Linked DNA regions of Mus musculus: region 1 is linked to region 2. The links are chromatin contacts, called in public Micro-C maps. All regions are on one chromosome and are shown on one strand. The core of a region is the stretch at or near the end of the contact, and the rest is flanking DNA. Distances in the headings are between cores, read along the strand shown.

What was found. A called contact is a pair of places that touch in the nucleus more often than the background predicts.
Region 1: a contact with region 2 is called in a Micro-C map of embryonic stem cells, with 2.1 times the contacts expected there. The contact joins two enhancer-like sites. A contact is called at or near these places in 4 of 39 promoter capture datasets (the C10 cell line, embryonic stem cells, liver and 1 more), 1 of 15 datasets of contacts at CTCF or cohesin (pro-B cells), 5 of 484 Hi-C or Micro-C datasets (the Ba/F3 cell line, the HL-1 cell line, cortical neurons and 2 more), 3 of 115 datasets of contacts at active chromatin or transcription factors (all in embryonic stem cells) and 1 of 9 other capture datasets (embryonic stem cells).

The regions. Positions count from the first base shown.
Region 1 is chr8:33,440,066-33,446,192 of GRCm38.p6, forward strand. No RefSeq gene overlaps it. Among named protein-coding and RNA genes, the nearest start is that of Purg, 57 kb to the left of the region's middle. Within about 2 kb of position 3,691, at least 52 of the 459 cell types and tissues checked have an H3K27ac peak or open chromatin away from gene starts, as enhancers often do. A contact at or near this core is called in embryonic stem cells, where this site is marked.
Region 2 is chr8:33,227,667-33,234,107 of GRCm38.p6, forward strand. No RefSeq gene overlaps it. Among named protein-coding and RNA genes, the nearest start is that of Gm33281, 81 kb to the left of the region's middle. Within about 2 kb of position 3,250, at least 6 of the 459 cell types and tissues checked have an H3K27ac peak or open chromatin away from gene starts, as enhancers often do. A contact at or near this core is called in embryonic stem cells, where this site is marked.

The DNA.
Region 1 (6,127 bases), core at 2,441-4,940, 210 kb after region 2:
AGAAGTTCTGGGTGAGGCCAGGTGTAGTGAGTCACGCCTGTAATCTCATCACTCAAGAGGAAGAGGCAGGACGATAAGCTCCAGGCTATCCTCGGCTACATAGCAAGTTCAACGACAGATGGAGACCCTGACTCAAGTTTTCCAGGCTTCTTCGTTGCAGCAGAAACAATTATAGAAAGCCGCAACTGGATAGAATTCAGAGAACACAGCCCCTGGGATGCGCAGATTGAATAGATACATCTACAACACAAGCCCCACACCTGAGACTCAGGGAACACCACAGAAGAGGGGATGGAAAGGTTCTAAGAGTCAAACGACAAGACATCTGTCTTCTATACGTGCAGGAACTGCACCTATGAAATCTTAACATGATTGCCTAAACAAGACCCCAACAGTCACAACACCAGTTGACATACTACTTAGATGGGGGGAATCTCACGAGGCTCCACCCCAAGGCGAAGAGCTACAGGCAACTAATGACTGTTGAGAGAGGACGAGTCGGTCTTTCTCAGGTGTGACTTTGTAACAGACCCCCACCCCCACCCCCGCTGGACCTTAGCACCACCGACTCCATCATGGAAGTACCATTCAGGTCATAAAACTCAGCACGGAGTTAGCGTCACATGTTAAAACAGACCTAATCCACCCAAGTTCACAGTGCTGGGAAAGTTTCCAAAGTACTGACCGTGCTTTTTAGCTTCTCAAGTTCTGCTTCTCACCAACTGTTCTTATTAATTGAAGTATCTCAGCCCAGGATACGGTTTTTGTGTGTAAAACCTCACTCTAAGAAAGGCTCAGGGCTACACTGGGTTCCTGAACACCAAGAATGGTTGCCAGCCAGCTACTAAAGACTCTTCTGTGGATCTAAACTCATGTCCAAGAAGCCTTTTCTGGTGGATACCACACAACAGACTTCCAATACACACAAAAAAAGTTGTAAGCTCTAAGTAAACATAAATATGGCAAAAGTAGATGAGTTCAGCAGGTTGTATTTATATATTAATTCATATACATATTAATGTCTATGTATAAAACATGAAAAGTAAAAGGCAATATGAAAAATGAGGCCGTGAATTTGAAAGTTGGGGGAGATACTGAAATTGGGGCAGGGGGGTTACTGAAGGAGCTGGAGGCAGGACAGAGAAGAGGGAAAAGGTGTAAGTACAGTATAAAAATATATAAAAATTTATATTTTAAAAAATAAAACTAGGGGCTGTAGAGAGAGATCAGCAGTGCCTGCTCTTCCAGAGGATCAAGGATTGATTGGCAACACCTAGACCATTGCTCAACCATCTGTAACTCCATAAGGAAATAGTGCCATATTCAGGCCTCTGTTGGCACTGCGCACAGATGGTACACAGATACATATGCAGGCAAAACACCTGAACACATAAAATACATTTTTTTAAAGTTAATTAAAGTTTTTAAAGGGCAGAGTGAAGGAGTTCATTCAATGCAGAACTGGAGTTGTGGCTCCGAGGTATAATGCCTGCTTAGAATAATGGAGGCCCTACATCCACTCTATAGGATCACATAGACACACACATGCACATGCACATGCAGGTACACACATACACACACATACACACATGAACACATGCACACGGTTCAATGAGTAGAGCCCTTTCCCACATCTTGGATATATGTCTTCCCTTATCTCCATGTAGGAGAGCTGGTATTTCAGATCTCAAGTCTTTAAGTGCTTTCCATATTATTTTTTTAAAAGACTCTTAAGCATAAGAGCCCAGGGCATGTTAGGATCAACAGCTCAAGAGTGGGTGACTTGCCAATGGGAATCATCCACTTGTGTTTCTAAGTGTGAGCATTAAACAAGCTTCATTACTTAATGAAGGCTTTCCTGCACTGGGCCCTTCTACAATCCTAATATTAAACTGAAAGGTATTCAGGATACAACAAGAGCATACCCATCCAATATGTATCTTAGAGAAATAGCTCCTCTGTGCCCTGAGGATGGATTATTTCTTTGCCCTTACAAGTATTGCTTTCATAAGTTAATTTCATATAATGGTTTTGAGTCAGCATTCCAGCAATTGACTAGATCTCTTAGGAAACATTATAACAAAAAGAATTTAACTCAAATATTATTGTTTTTGAAAGGCTCAACTAAATAGATAGATAGTAGCAATGAATATGCAATACTGTGTGTGTACTAAGCACTGCTATATTATACACTTAAAAGAGTTAAAAAGGATAAATTTCATGTTCCATGTTTTTATCACAATTAAAAAGACTGATCTTATATTAAATATAAATACACAGCCAAGTTGAGATCTGATCTGATGCCCTCTTTTGGCTTCTGTAGGAACTGCATACACATTGTACATAGACATACCAGAAACAAAACACCCACACATATAAACTGCAATGGGGAAAAATAAAAGCCCCACCCTCTGCCAGGGTAGCACCAGAGAGCTGGCCCTGGAGCATGAACTCGAGAGAGCTAACCAACTCACCTACCACCCAGGGCCAGATTCAGGGCTTTGAATTGGTCCATCCCAACATCTACCTCATCTGTGAACTGCTGGAGTATGTGAGGACCAGTCCTGCAGAACCAAAGCTACAGGATTTCCATGACTCAGGGCAACAGAAGGATATCCAAGAGGCATCCTGGTGAGGATCCAGTATTGATGAAGTAGCAGAAGCCAGAGGCCTCCAACCGGACCAATAACTCATTGCAATGTACATTCTCAAGTAAAGCTGTTTCAGGAAAAGAGTGTATACCGTGACACACACATGGCAGCAGAGCTGCAAACAGGACAGCTATGGCAGGTATTAGAGAAAGCTGTGGCTGATAGAAGAGGAGGCTGTTGCCCAGAGAGGTCTGCTAGATTTGAGGGGGTTGGGGGATAGAGGTGGGGGTAGAAGGCAGATATGGAAGAACTAGGAAATGAGTGGGATTGGGGTGCATAATGTGAAATTCCTGAAGAAATACTAAAAATTGTGTTTTAAAAAATACTCATTCTTTATTTAGAAAAAGAAAAATAATGAAACAAAATGTTCTAACTATACCCACTGGTATCAAAGGATAGTGTGCTCACTTGCTCACAAGTTTTGGGACCCTGTATTCTTTCACGGCTGCCATTCTCCTGTTTCTTTTTCCTTCCTGGCTAAGAGTCTTCAAAGAGTAATGTACCCTTGTGGTCTCCATTTACATTCATGTTGTTTCATGAACTCCTGAATGTACCCTGGTCTTCTGTCTTAGTTAGGGTTCATCAAGGTGAGAACATGGCAACATCCAGGCAGGCATGATGTAGGCAGAGCTGAGAGTTCTACATCTTCATCTGAAGGCTGCTAGCAGAAGACTGGCTCCCAGGCAGCTAGGATGAGGATTATTAAAGCCCATGCCCACAGTGACACACCTACTCCAGCAAGGCCACACCTATCCCAACAGGGCCACACCTCCAAATAGTGCCACTCCCTGGGCCAAGCACAGACAAACCACCACACCCTCACACATGCTATACACTGAGTTATATCCTCTATTCTGGAATTGTTTTCTGATGCACAAAACTGCCAAACCTTCACTCCCTTTCCTCTTTCCCCTCCGGCAACAGCTAAAACCACTTCCAAACAGGAGAATGCTCTTGTCCAGCTAGGAACTGAGTTGTCTTTGCCATTGTTCTCCGCAACTGTTTCCATGGTTAAGGAGGAAGTTGCCTTTCAGCGGTTAGAATTGCTAAATCTTTTGGTTTTGTTATTGTTCCTTTGGGCTCTGTTCCTGTTAGCTCCCTCCCACAGCCCTGAGACCTCCTACTGCTGTATTGTTCTTGATGCTTTTGTTTACCTCAGAGGACAGCTATCCAGTCAAACAAATGGATCATCATCTCTCCATTTTTTTCCCACCGTTATTCCTTTACTGCATTGACTTCAGAGAGTTCTTACTAGATGCTACCAGGGAGACATTTAGACATTTGCACAAGGTGAAGCTGGCAGGGCCTTGTCTTTCCTCACTAACAATCTACTAACCTAAAGGAAAATCCATCTCCCCTTCACCTGGAACATCAGAAAAGCACATGACATTTTCTGATTACAGAACGGGAGTGGTAAGTCTTAGAAGACCAGGGTCATCGCAGATGAGCATTCTTATGAGAACACCAGACCAGTAAAGGAGACACTCACTATATGAGCTGCTTCACAGGGAAGATTCTGACAATGGAATCAGGTTGAAAACAGAAAAAGCAGGCAGAGTGATAAGAAAGAACATGGATTGTTGAGTCAGTTTAAGAGAGAAGTCTGGCTGGGCAGTGGTGGCACACGCCCTTAATCCCAGAACTCAGGAGGCAGAGGCAAGTGGATTTCTGAGTTCGAGGCCAGCCTGGTCTACAAAGTGATTTCCAGGACAGCCAGGGCTACACAGAGTAACCCTGTCTCAAAAAACCAAAAACCAAAGAGAGAGAGAGAGAGAGAGAGAGAGAGAGAGAGAGAGAGAGAGAGAGAGAGAGAGAGAGTCTGAACCCAAATCAGCTTTGGATATAGCTGGTTACCACATCAATACAATGTGTTTTTCCACCTTGAGCTTACAAGTTTCTCTGCATTTCTCCTCATATTGTAACCTGTTTGAAGCAAGTCTGGGTTGCGGAGAATATTAAAACCAAAACGTAGACCTCAGAGAAATTGCCCCATCTGACAGAGCATCCAGTATATCATACGTACTCAGTAAGCATTGAATAATTGAATATTGTAGCAGATGCACCAGGGCCTTGATCTCACCCTCTCCCACACTCTGAGGTTCACAGGTAGTTCTAGATGTGAGCTGTCAGCATTAGCATAAGCTTCCTAGCAAGCCCCTTGTGGAGGCTCCGTGTGCCTGCAGGAGCTGTTCTCATTGAGCACAGAGTAGATCTGCATGTCATAGGAGCTGGGCTCATCTGAAGACAAGCAGGAACTAGTAGATAAAAGAATCCCCTCTCAGAACTGAACAAAGAATTCTCACCTGAGGAATACCGAATGGCAGAGAAGCACCTGAAAAAATGTTCAACATCCTTAATCATCAGGGAAATGCAAATCAAAACAACCCTGAGATTCCACTTCACTCCAGTCAGAATGGCTAAGATCAAAACCTCAGGTGACAGCAGATGCTGGCGAGGATGTGGAGAAAGGGGAACACTCCTCCATTGTTGGTGGGATTGCAAGCTTGTACAACCACTCTGGAAATCAGTCTGGTGGTTCCTCAGAAAATTGGACATAGTACTACCAGAGGATCCAGCAATACCTCTCCTGGGCATATACCCAGAAGATGTCCCAACCGGTAAGAAGAACACATGCTCCACTATGTTCATAGCAGCCTTGTTTATAATAGCCAGAAGCTGGAAAGAACCCAGATGCCCCTCAACAGAGGAATGGATACAGAAAATGTGGTACATTTACACAATGGAATACTACTCAGCTATTTAAAAAAATGAATTTATGAAATTCCTAGGCAAATGGATGGACCTGGAGGGTATCATCCTGAGTGAAGTAACCCAATCACAAAGGAACTCGCACAATATGTACTCACTGATAAGTGGATAATAGCCCAGAAACTTAGGATACCCAAGATATAAGATACAACTTGCCAAACGCATGAAATTCAAGAAGAACAAAGACCAAAGTGTGGACACTTTACCCTTTCTTAGAAATGGGAACTGAAAGACCCACAATGTGAGGGCTCCCCCTCATTCTGACTCAGGAGAGGTGACACCCCAAAATCACCCACAAGAAACGGGTCTTGCTGCAAATTGCAAGAGGATTTTTATTCAAGAGAGCTCTCGGGCCCATGGTCATACACCACGCAGGGGTAGAGGACCGTGGCGCCCCGAGTAGCTGGGTAAGGGGGTATTTAAAGGAAGAAACCAGAAACTCAAGGAAGTGGGGAGGGCGTTGTTGGAAGATGCCAAAGATACCAGTTAAGAGTCACAAGGAAGTGTAAAGTTACAAGAGTCACAAGGAATACCTGGTAATTGTTAACTCTCAAGACAGCTTCTAAGAGCCCCTAACAATAGCACATTTGCATTGCAGGTTCTGGTAATGGCCAGGGTGACTTTCTTTGAATGAGCACTCTTTGAACCCAGGAAGCAGGTGGGTAGAGGAATGTCGCTATCTCTTTTATGATTAGCATACCTTTACA
Region 2 (6,441 bases), core at 2,000-4,499:
ATTAGGGAAACAACACCCTTCTCAATAGTCACAAATAATATAAAATATCTCGGAGTGACTCTAACTAAGGAAGTGAAAGATCTGTATGATAAAAACTTCAAGTCTCTGAAGAAAGAAATTAAAGAAGATCTCAGAAGATGGAAAGATCTCCCATGCTCATGGATTGGCAGGATCAACATTGTAAAAATGGCTATCTTGCCAAAAGCAATCTACAGATTCAATGCAATCCCCATCAAAATTCCAACTCAATTCTTCAACGAATTAGAAGGAGCAATTTGCAAATTCATCTGGAATAACAAAAAACCTAGGATAGCAAAAACTCTTCTCAAGGATAAAAGAACCTCTGGTGGAATCACCATGCCTGACCTAAAGCTTTACTACAGAGCAATTGTGGTAAAAACTGCATGGTACTGGTATAGAGACAGACAAGTAGACCAATGGAATAGAATTGAAGACCCAGAAATGAACCCACACACCTATGGTCACTTGATCTTCGACAAGGGAGCTAAAACCATCCAGTGGAAGAAAGACAGCATTTTCAACAATTGGTGCTGGCACAACTGGTTGTTATTATGTAGAAGAATGCGAATCGATCCATACTTATCTCCTTGTACTAAGGTCAAATCTAAATGGATCAAAGAACTTCACATAAAACCAGAGACACTGAAACTTATAGAGGAGAAAGTGGGGAAAAGCCTTGAAGATATGGGCACAGGGGAAAAATTCCTGAACAGAACAGCAATGGCTTGTGCTGTAAGATCGAGAATTGACAAATGGGACCTAATGAAACTCCAAAGTTTCTGCAAGGCAAAAGACACCGTCAATAAGACAAAGAGACCACCAACAGATTGGGAAAGGATCTTTACCTATCCTAAATCAGATAGGGGACTAATATCCAACATATATAAAGAACTCAAGAAGGTGGACTTCAGAAAATCAAACAACCCCATTAAAAAATGGGGCTCAGAACTGAACAAAGAATTGTCACCTGAGGAATACCGAATGGCAGAGAAGCACCTGAAAAAATGTTCAACATCCTTAATCATCAGGGAAATGCAAATCAAAACAACCCTGAGATTCCACCTCACACCAGTCAGAATGTCTAAGATCAAAAATTCAGGTGACAGCAGATGCTGGCGAGGATGTGGAGAAAGAGGAACACTCCTCCATTGTTGGTGGGATTGCAGGCTTGTACAACCACTCTGGAAATCCGTCTGGCGGTTCCTCAGAAAATTGGACATAGTATTACCGGAGGATCCAGCAATACCTCTCCTGGGCATATATCCAGAAGATGCCCCAACTGGTAAGAAGGACACATGCTCCACTATGTTCATAGCAGCCTTAATTATAATAGCCAGAAGCTGGAAAGAACCCAGATGCCCCTCAACAGAGGAATGGATACAGAAAATGTGGTACATCTACACAATGGAGTACTACTCAGCTATTAAAAAGAATGAATTTATGAAATTCCTAGCCAAATGGATGGACCTGGAGGGCATCATCCTGAGTGAGGTAACACATTCACAAAGGAACTCACACAATATGTACTCACTGATAAGTGGATATTAGCCCAAAACCTAGGATACCCAAGATATAAGATACAATTTCCTAAACACATGAAACTCAAGAAAAATGAAGACTGAAGTGTGGACACTCTGCCCCTCCTTAGAAGTGGGAACAAAACACCCTTGGAAGGAGTTACAGAGACAAAGTTTGGAGCTGAGATGAAAGGATGGACCATGTAGAGACTGCCTTATCCAGGGATCCACCCCATAATCAGCATCCAAACGCTGACACCATTGCATACACTAGCAAGATTTTATCGAAAGGACCCAGATGTAGCTGTCTCTTGTGAGACTATGCCGGGGCCTAGCAAACACAGAAGTGGATGCCCACAGTCAGCTAATGGATGGATCACAGGGCTCCCAATGGAGGAGCCAGAGAAAGTACCCAAGGAGCTAAAGGGATCTGCAACCCTATAGGTGGATCAACATTATGAACTAACCAGTACCCCGGAGCTCTTGACTCTAGCTGCATATGTATCAAAAGATGGCCTAGTCGGCCATCACTGGAAAGAGAGGCTCATTGGACACACAAACTTTATATGCCCCAGAACAGGGGAACGCCAGGGCCAAAAAGGGGGAGTGGGCGGGTAGGGGAGTGGGGGTGGGTGGGTATGGGGGACTTTTGGTATAGCATTGGAAATGTAAATGAGCTAAATACCTAATAAAAAATGGAAAGAAAAAAAAGGTAGATCATTACAAGGCAAGGCTATTTAGAGTATTAAAATATCAATAAGATAATTCCTGTTCAAAATGTCTGTAGTGGGTTTCCTTTCTCTCATGATACTCTCATGATAAACTTGAATCCTCATATACTTGGAGTGGCTTCCTGGTCTTTTGTATACCAAAGATCAGGAAGCCACTACAAGAAGTTTTAGCAATAAAGATGACAGAATGATGCCTGAAAAAAAAAAAAAAAAAAAAAAAAGAGTCCCAAGGAAGTGCAAAGTCACAAGAGTCGCAAGGAATACCTGGTAATTGTGCAGGTTTCTAAGAGCCCCAACAATAGCACATTTGCATAGTGGGTTCCAGCAATGGTCAAGGTGACTTTCTTTGAATGAACACTCTTTGAACCCAGGAAGCAGGTGGGTGGAGGAATGTCACTATCTGTTTTATGATTAGCATACCTTGGAGCAATGAGTCACAGAGGTCACATTCCCAAGCCTAGGCCTAAAGGCCTAGAATTTTGTTTTTACTTTGTTATACTTTCAAAAACAGACATAAATCCCTCCTCCTCTGTTAAATTTATTTTCAAGTGGGATATATCAAACATAAACATAGTAAGCACAAGTTCTAGTACATCGGAAGTGGGATGCACTGTTTGGTAAATTGGAGCAGTTAAAAGAGACTGTATAGTGCACTCCCGATGTTAAGCAAACCAGTAAAGATGTTGTGGCAGTACCTGGGATTAAAGTCACAGCTTTAGTTTACTAGGCAATGCTGGGATGGGGGCCATAGTCTTTAGTTGCTGGGGCCATCTCGGCTGTTCTTTCTTGGTTCTCTCTTGGGGTAAGTGGAAGGGGAAGAGCATCAGTGGGGGCAAGACTTGGTCTTGTGAGATATTTAGGGTTGCCTTTTCTATAATAAAATGCTTGCTAGTCTTAGGTCTGAGTTCCTTGGCAATGGTAGCTGACCTGCCTCAGAGGCCAGAAACTGCACTCTCTGGTGTTTAGCACCTCAACATGAAACAGCAGGGAGTTAAATAAAAGGATTTATTGCTGGTGTGCTTTTCTCTAGTGAATGAGCCAGAAGCCTCTCCGGCTATGCTGGTTAACTCTTTGCGAACCAGAGAGGAAGGAAAGGAAAAGAATTAAGATGCTTTATATAGGCAAATATGCACAGACTCGTGAACATTCAAGCATTCATACACCCATACTGTGCCTGGGGCTGACCGTCTGTCACAATCAACTCCACAAGTATTCATGCATGCTTACACATATACATATACCTACACACAAACATGTAGACAAACAGACACACACATTTGGGTGGGTGGATGGATGGATGGATGTGACAGTTTTTGCATGGCCTTGCTTTATCATAGTACACACCTGTGACTTTATCTTTGGACCTAAATGTTTTTCCTTGGACACGAAATTGTCCCAAGTCCGTTTCTTTTTTTAGTGTGATTTTGGAAGCTCACTGTATTTCTTATTATGCAGCCTTTACTTACTATTCTGAGGAGTGGGTACATTCTATTCTTGATTTTAACTTTATTACATCTTTCTAGCAACTAAGACCATCTCAAGGGCTGGAGAGATGGCTCAGCGGTTAAGAGCACTGACTGCTCTTCCGAAGGTCCTGAGTTCAGTTCCTGGCAACCATATGGTGGCTCACAACCATCTTTAACAAGATCTGGCACCCTCTTCTGGAGTGTCTGGAGACAGCTACAGTGTACTTACATATAATAAATAAATAGATCTTTAAAAAAAAAAAGACCATCTCTAAAAACTTTCTTCCTAAAATTATTTGGATTACATCAGGAATTCTAAAGAATCATTATTTTTTTGTCTATATAGCATCACTACAAGATAGCATATCTTCATAGGTCTGCAAAAACCTGCTCAAACTGGTGGGCCAATACCTAGTAATTGTTATATATTTGGTAATAACAAAAAAGCATATTAATAGCAGGAATTGTTCCTCAGCCTATCCTAGAGAAGCAAATCCACCATAGATTGACAGTCTATGGCAGAACCATCTCAGGAAGATCGACTACTAGTTTCCAGCTTCTCCTAAATGGCTCTTGGCATTTAGTATACAGGGCAGTGCTGGGGTGGGAGTGCACTCGGTGAGCCCCCTGCCTCTGAGCTACCCCAGCCCTTCCATTGAACAGGAGGGAAAGACTGAGGACTTTGCCATGGTTAACAGAGAGTCTTGTAAGAGAAAAGAAGAGCTAATGAGGACATCATGCCATCTTGAGCATCTTTAAGGACACAGAAAGATGGAATAAGGCTTAAACAAACAGGCAGATCCCGCGAGGCCTCAGCCTCGGCTGTACTGCAGGAGTTTCATTTTAAGACCATTCAGTCCTGGGCATGGGCACATCTGTAATCCCCAAGCCCAGGTCACAAGTCTAAAGCAAGCCTAGAGACCACATAATGAAAGTCTCGATGACAGAAACAAAACAAAACAAAAAGCAAAAAGTCAAAGCAATGCTGTTCCAGTTAGTAGGAAAAAATTATGTACTACCCGACAATATGCAGTCAGCTAAAGAATTCATAGTATACCCATATAACAAATAACATACTCTGATAGCTTTCAAAACATTATGTTGCAAGGCCCTTCACATTCTTAAAAATATAGGGTCCTAAAGAACTTTTTATTAATTCGGTTTACATCCATCAACATTTATCATTTTAGAAATTAAAAGTGAGAATTTTCAACTTTGATGAAATATTTTTAATTTTTTGAGAATTTCATACATGAGTGTTTAATTTACAACGTTCCAAACCTCTCCCTACCCTACCTCCAAGTACCCCTATGTATCCCCCTCACTCTCTATCAAATTAATGCTGAGGTTTTAAATATATATGTGTATGTGTGTATGTATGTATGTATGTATGTATGTATGTATGTATGTATGTTCAGGGCTGACCACTTTGAGTTGGACCCTAGAAAAGACTCAATCGCCCTCTCTCAGCAGCCATTGACCGCCTATAGCTCTTCATCTAGGGGTAGGCCCTTCTGAGATCTCCTCCCTCAGTGTTGGCATGTAAAACTGGTGATGGCATTATGCTGGTCTTGTCTAGGTGACTGCATCATTGAGATCTCATGAGTGTAGCTTCCATGGCATCTATAGAGGTCACTATCTCACAGCTGAAACCCTGGTTCTCTGGCTCTTACAATCTTTCTGTTCCCTCTCCCACAATGCTCCTTGAGCCATGCATGTAAGGGCAGTGTTGTAGATGCTTTGATGGATTTGGGGCAACCGTGGTCAGTTCTCTGCATTTTGAGCAGCTGGGGATTTCTGTAATGGTCTCTGTCTGCAACAAGAAGATGCTCAGTTGATGAGGGGTGAGAGCTGCACTTCTTTGAACACCAAGATAAATGTTTAGAATGAAGTTAGAAATTACACTGGCTTAGGAAAGTAGCAGCAACGGTTTCTCCTCTAGGGCCCATGAGCTCACTGGCCATGGGTAGTTGCCTGGGTTTATAATATTGGGTATGGATTCCCTAAACCAAGTGGGTTGTAAGGCCAATTCGACAGCTGCTAGTTACCCCTAAGATGTGGTCACCATTGTACCTTGAGATATCTTGCCATATTGATCACAGCCATGGCTCACAGGTTTTATAGCTGGACAGGACTGACTGCTTTTCTTTCTTGACAGCTTGCACACCACCTTCCAGTACTATGAGTACCAGTCCTCAGGGAGAAGCTTCCAAGTCGGTTCCAGGAGGTGTTTCTCCAAATTGTGTCCCTGAAGTATGCAGTGTGTTCAGCAACTGGGTCGTACCTTCAAGTTCTCAGAGGCAACCAACGGTGACGGCAGTAGCTTAGCCTATATTGTCTGGGGAGTCTCTTGGACTTCCCTGACCAACAACTTGAAGGGAGGGTTTTTCTGCTTAGCACTGGGGATTTTGTTAGTAGTCTATTGTTCCTAAGGGGAGCATTATCACCTGAGGTAGCATAACTTTATTTAAACACACACACACACACACACACACACACACACACAAGCTTCAAGCCAAACAAGGCTACAGTGAGACCCTGTCTGAAGAAATCTAACCAAACCAAGCCCCCAGATCCCCCCCCCACCCGGTGTGTGTGTGTGTGTGTGTGTATGTACGTATGTATGTATTTTTAAGTAAACATAAAGACATAATTAATGTTTCCCTCTGGCTTTTCAAACATCTTCAGAGTTAGTTATCCCTCTGC